Regions from separate parts of the Mus musculus genome. Here region 1 is linked to region 2. A link is a contact called in public Hi-C data. All regions are on one chromosome and are shown on one strand. Each heading gives the region's core, a stretch centred on a gene start, on an enhancer-like site or on the middle of the called end of the contact. The rest is flanking DNA. Distances are from core to core; before and after follow the strand shown. Region 1 has its middle 77 kb from the start of Gm33734. Region 2 has its middle 140 kb from the start of Nt5c1b.

Evidence for each region. Hi-C and Micro-C count contacts between places; a contact is called where the count stands out from the background.
Region 1: a Hi-C map of uterus shows a contact between it and region 2, with 3 times the contacts expected there. The contact joins two enhancer-like sites. A contact is called at or near these places in 8 of 484 Hi-C or Micro-C datasets (embryonic fibroblasts, nephron progenitors, uterus and 1 more).

What each region holds. Positions count from the first base shown.
Region 1 is chr12:9,995,462-9,998,592 of GRCm38.p6, forward strand. No RefSeq gene overlaps it. Among named protein-coding and RNA genes, the nearest start is that of Gm33734, 77 kb to the left of the region's middle. Within about 2 kb of position 1,845, at least 22 of the 459 cell types and tissues checked have an H3K27ac peak or open chromatin away from gene starts, as enhancers often do. A contact at or near this core is called in uterus, where this site is marked.
Region 2 is chr12:10,229,792-10,232,609 of GRCm38.p6, forward strand. No RefSeq gene overlaps it. Among named protein-coding and RNA genes, the nearest start is that of Nt5c1b, 140 kb to the right of the region's middle. Within about 2 kb of position 1,535, at least 27 of the 459 cell types and tissues checked have an H3K27ac peak or open chromatin away from gene starts, as enhancers often do. A contact at or near this core is called in uterus, where this site is marked.

The sequences.
Region 1 (3,131 bases), core at 595-3,094, 230 kb before region 2:
GAATGGAAAGAAATGTAAATTATTTATTTTTGGCTAGTGTCAATCAAATGATTTCCAGAGCTTTTTATGAATATTAGCCACAGAATTAGCATTTGTTTGTAAAGTTTTTACATATTACATATGGAGAAAAAACTAATTTGGCTTTCTGTGGAAAAAAATCAAGTTTTGCATGTGGGTTGGGAAACCCTTTCAGTTGTACTGAGCATTTTCATGATGCTAAATTCAGAGGCAGTGACACTAGAGACAATTTATACTTGTCCTAAGGAAAATGGCCTTTAAATATAGTATTAAGTAGTATAGGAATGAACCAATGAAATGGTCTGATATTAATAGTCCTTTAATAATTTAATATTTAGGACAAGTAAGCAAAGCCAGATGTTAACTGAAACGTCTCCCAGTTGGGTCAGAGTCTGAGCATGTTCCTCCAGTGTAAACATCCCGGCCTTGTGCCCAGGAGTTAAGGAGGGTGGGGGGGGGGCGGCAATTTCTACAGACTTTCTCTGTCCAATCATCCAGTGTCCAGCTATTAAAACTAAAATAACACACACACACACACAAAATAGTCACACATACAGAGAGAGAGAGGAGGAGGAGGAGAAGGAAGAGGAAGAAGTGGAGGAGGAGGAAAAGAAGGAGAAGAAGAAGGAGAAGGAGAAGGAGAAAGAGAAGGAGAAGGAGAAGGAAGGAAGAAGAAGAAAGAAGAAGAAAGAAGAAGAAAGAAGAAGGAGAAGAAGGAGGAGAAGGAGGGGGGAGAAGGAGGGGGGAGGAAGAGGAGTAGAAGGAGGAGGAGGAGGAGGAGGAGGAGGAGGAGGAGGAGGACTCATTTAAAAGTCTCAGAGAGTCTGATTTACTTTTCAATGGCCCATTCATCCTTTGACCATTTACTCTGTAGTCCATGCAGTTATAACATAAGCTGGATTTCAGACCTGGAAAACTGACCTGCAACACCCAATCCTTTTGCCAAGTCCAAGTGAAGGAGGGCTCTTGGAATAATTCTGGAATTGCTGTAATGACAAGTTTAAGATTCAATTATTAAGCGTAGTAATTTATTTTTACTATGTTTGCAAAAAATGGCTTCTCTCCAACTAAATTTGCTCCCTTCACAGCCAGAAGGCCCAAGATAGCAGTGATGATCCTTGCAGCACAATGACAGAGCAGTTTGCTCTCTGTTGTTTAATGCCACGTCAAACAGAGGGATTTCTATGAGGCTGGGATGGAGACATTTCTCTTTTGCCTTAGTTTGGGCAAAAAACTTGATTTCCTTCAGATAGCTGTAATGGATGGTGTGGACGGCAGAGAGCAATCAGACTCAGCTTCAGGCAAATGCCAAATGTTTCCCAGAAGGATAAATCTTGTTTCCTGCCTTACTTCACAGAATTAAGCCTTAAACAAGTCCTGTACTGTGGCTTGAATGCTATGTTTATATCAGCTTTGGCTCTCTGGCTCATGGTTGGGAACATTGTATTGGTCTGTAACTCGGAAGGTTTTCCTGAAGAAGAAATCATTGCCCCAGTGTCTTTATCTCCTCTCCGTTTTATTTGTTCTATTAATATGAGTGAAGAAGCTCTGAATGGTAAGGAGATTCATGGAGACAGTGACATTGGCCAGGTGCAGCTTGCAAAGCCAGTGATTTAGCATCTTGCTTTGGTTACTGTCTTTCCCAGGAGTTGTATGAAAGATGCCTCTTCATAAAGGATTTTTGTTTTGGAAAATTATAACAGTATCCTGTCTCTACGCGAGGAGCATTCTGAGGCTATTCAGTAGGAAGGTCTTTTCTGTAGGGTTCAGGGTAGGCTCAGACCTTGCGGTCTCAGGGTCTTAAATGAAACCAAACCCTCCGGGAATTGCATTCGTTTATGGTTTAGTAACAGGCCACTTCCTGTTTCGAAGCGAAATGGGCTTGAAGAGGCTTATAAAAAGGGCTCAAAAGGTTTCTTGGACATCAAATGACTCTAGTAAAACATTTTGATGAGTTAAGTGTAAATGCATCAGCAGCATACGGATTAAATTCCCTTCTAAATAAACATTAACAGAGAACATGTTTGGCAAAATGCATTCTGAGTTTTGCAAAACCGAAAACATTTGAAAAAGGAGTGTGAGCTATTTGATGAGCTCAGAAAGCAGCCGGATTGCCCATCCCATACTGAATATTTTCTTTGGATGTTCTGCAGATGTCAAATAAATTAGGATGCAGATATTAAAACCAATGGAGGCTGTAGAAACCATCAGCAGCCTGTCAGTAAGAAGGGCGTTTCTTTGGATATCCTGGTCACGTATGTGTGGCTGAAGAGAGCCCTGGGGACCTGTAACCCTTTCTTCACTCACAAGCAACAGTTCTTTCCCAGGTTCATCCTTCCAGGTCCTTCTATTATTCATGGATGGCTCTTGCATCTGTTTTCCTGCCTGTAAGCTATTTTGGCTCCCACAGAGGATTCTGGTTTTCCTATATATCTGCACTGGAACCTTGGTGCCACCAGGCAGATGACAGCCTTGCTGTAGTTCAGGCCAAGGCTTTTTATCCAGAAGCCATTGCCCTTGTCAAGATTTTCATTATCTCACACCATCTTTTTTTTTCTTTCTGACATTCTTCCAAGACTAAATTCATTAATCCTTTGGGGCATTTTAAGTGACAACGGAGCAGAAAGATTAAAGCAGGGGTACATTTTGAATGCATCATTGTCTGCACTCAGTTACTAAATGGAGAGTGAACTTTTATTCCAAGCATTAAGAACATTAAGAAGTCCTCCCTCCCTCCCTGCCTCTCTCCCTCCCTCCCTCTCTCTCTCTCTCTCTCTCTCTCTCTCTCTCTCTCTCTCTCTCTCTCTCTCCCCCCCCCCTTTCCTCTCTTTCTCTCTGTGTGTGTACATGCAGTGTGCAAAGGCATTTTGTGAACATTATATGCGGATATGTATCCACATGAAACAAGGTATCTTGTAAATAATACATTGGGTTTGTCAATAAGGCTATTGTGTCAGGCTGTAGCCTGAGATATTCATCTGTTTCCACGTTTCTAGTGATGATATACAAAAATGCACCTCTGTATTTAACTGTTTACACATGTACTGGAGATTCAACTTAGGTCCTCATGAATACATAACAAACATTTTATACCAAACCATCCCCCTAGTCCC
Region 2 (2,818 bases), core at 285-2,784:
TGGGTGGATGGAGGAGAAACTGTGTTTGGGATGTTTTGTATGAGAAAAGAACCTATTTTCAGTAATACAAAAAGAATACTCAATGAGGCTCATAACTGTTACTTTGAACTAATTTAGTCATAACCTTTCATTTTTAAATTATGGAAACTGACATCCAAAAGCAATCAGTACTTGACAGTATGGCCATCATATGAGTAGTTATTGCTAGGCAAGAGCCCTAGTCCTAACCTGCTAACTATCCTACAACATAAAACCCTAAAAATAACAGTGAACAGTAATTTTAAATCACATGTATCTTAGCTTTCATTCTTCCATTGTGTAAAATAATAGAAGGCTATTTAAAAAGACCATTCTTCAAAAATCATACGTCTTCTTCACTCTCATGGCTTTCCAAGAAAATGTGATCTCTTCAAACTTCTTTTGTGCCTGTTTAATCAAAAGGCCACCTGTAACACACATGGACTGACTGAAAACCAAGTTGTTTCAAACAATTGTTGAAAACAATAAGCAGCACATTATTTCAGAATGTAAATAAATATTATGTTCTGTGTTATGGGTTTTGGATCTTTGTATCCATGTAAGCAAAAATGGGGTCAAATGGAAAAAATGCAATATTTGAAATCAGAAACTAGGGACTTAAAAATCCAAATCTTATATTTGTGGTTATTGAGTATTCTCATTCATGTATCACAAGAACCAGGTATCATAATTATTGTCTGTAACCACAGGGCTAGAGAATTGGAGACAGGAGGATAATCAGTTCAGACTGGTTATCCTTGGCTATATAGCAAGACCAATTTAGGAACCCTGCCTAAAATTAACAAAGTTAAAGAGTAAAGTCGGTAGGAGCACTTTAGCACATCCATGTACCAGCGCACACAGTCTTCTGCTAATTACTCTGCAGTTACTTCTCTTGTGGACTCTTCTCACCAGTCATGGGATCTGCGTCTGTGCTTTTCATCCCCGTGTAATCTGCAGCCCGCATCACATCCAGCTCCTTCTCTCCTGCCTCTGTAGATTTTCATCAGCCAAGACAAGAAGCCAGGTGGGACAGACTTTGTGAGGGACAGAACATGGGGGCCTGATGGAGGTGAGGAGAGATGGGAGGAAATGTCAGAGTGTTGGGAGAAAGTATGTTGATGACGCAGTAGGTGGGAAAGCTGGTCTGGTTAATGTCCGAGGTGTCCCAACACTCCAGACACTGCTATACTTACTCCTGTGCCACTGGAGTGAAACTTTTCTTAGGATCACTAGTCACTCAGCAAATCTTTTTTTTTTTTCCTTGAAGTTTTGCAAAGCGCATTTCCTGGCTCCAGGATTTTGCCACTGATGCCTATACAGACCGTTACTTTTATATTCTTTTGAAGCTATGTGTTTGTTTCAGGCAAGGCTTACATAGAAAAACTTAGGATTAGAAAAAAACAAAACGAAAAAGTAGTTCTAAATCATGGCTCTGAAGAGCAACAACTAGACTACGAGACATGCTTTAGCAAGGACTCCCTCAGAGGCACTGATGATGTCAGAGATACAAATAGCACGGCCCATCACTCAGCTGCATGCCTCCTAACCACAGAAGCACAGACATACACTAATGGACACATGGCTGCCTGTTTTTAGTGGATCTGCTACCAATTCTGTATCAGCATCTTTGTGTTTTTTGGCAAACTCAGGAAAGAGATTGCTAATCTTAGCACCCTAATTGGGGAGACTATCTGCCTTCTTTCGAGATTTACAGTTCCCAAGGTCTAAGGGGCACCCAGCTTATGTCCTGGCAACTCATTGCACGGCTTTGTTACTATTTGGAAACCACTTATTAGAATCTGCTTTAAACGTTATGGGAGAGTCGCTGCTGGTGTAAAATCATCCTCTAAGTTTTACTGAAGACATTGACCTTTTCTGTTCCCTTTCTTATGTGCATAGAAATCCAGTATGCCTCAGCCTGACATGGTCCATCAGTCACGAAAATGTGACACCCAGAACAGCAGCTGGGGGTGGGGAGGGTATAGAAGTACAAGAGCAGCTTCCTTACCCTGCCTGTGCTTTGAGCTGCACACCAATCTGCAGCTCCATTTTCCTTTCTTGGCCTTGGGCCCCTTCTTTCCGGCACTCTGTTTCAAAAAACATCACAAGCTTTGCAGGTGGTTTGTGTTGCACCACAGCTCGTATTCCTGACAGATCCTACGTCTGCACATTAATACTCCTCAATACTTCCAGCCTGAAGCTTTCCCAGACACACTGGCCTAAGAGCCTCAGAAGCAACACATTATATGGCTTGCTACACAGGAATTCCTTCTGGGTCTGAAGGTTGGAAGGTCATAGTGCTTTAAACAAAATAGGCTTCATGGCCACTTGCCTATGAACTTTAAGGTATTTGACTACATGAATAAGAAACCAGTCTTCTACAAAGATGCTGGGCAGCGCTGAGTTACCACAAGCATGAATGATTATCAATGCTACAATTACAATCATACAGTGCTTAGAAAATCAATCAGTAAACATTTGTTAGGTCCTTCTCCTCTATGTGACATTATCTAGTTTAAATAATATATTTCTTTTCAAAGGATATCACATAAGGCCAGTGATTATTTATACAATTTATAATTAAAAGAATACCTAAAACAATGTAATCTGGCAAAGGCTATATATACACTTAGTTTAAGGACAGGCAGGGCAGGACACTAAACCAAGATAAAGGGTTCCTGAGTTCAGGCTAGCTAACCCAACTTATTCATTCAGAGACTGAAAAACAATGAAGAGAATGGTGTTAACTGGCAAAGAGATGAAAGGAAAAAAAAAAAGCTCAGCAATTGACTTCTAC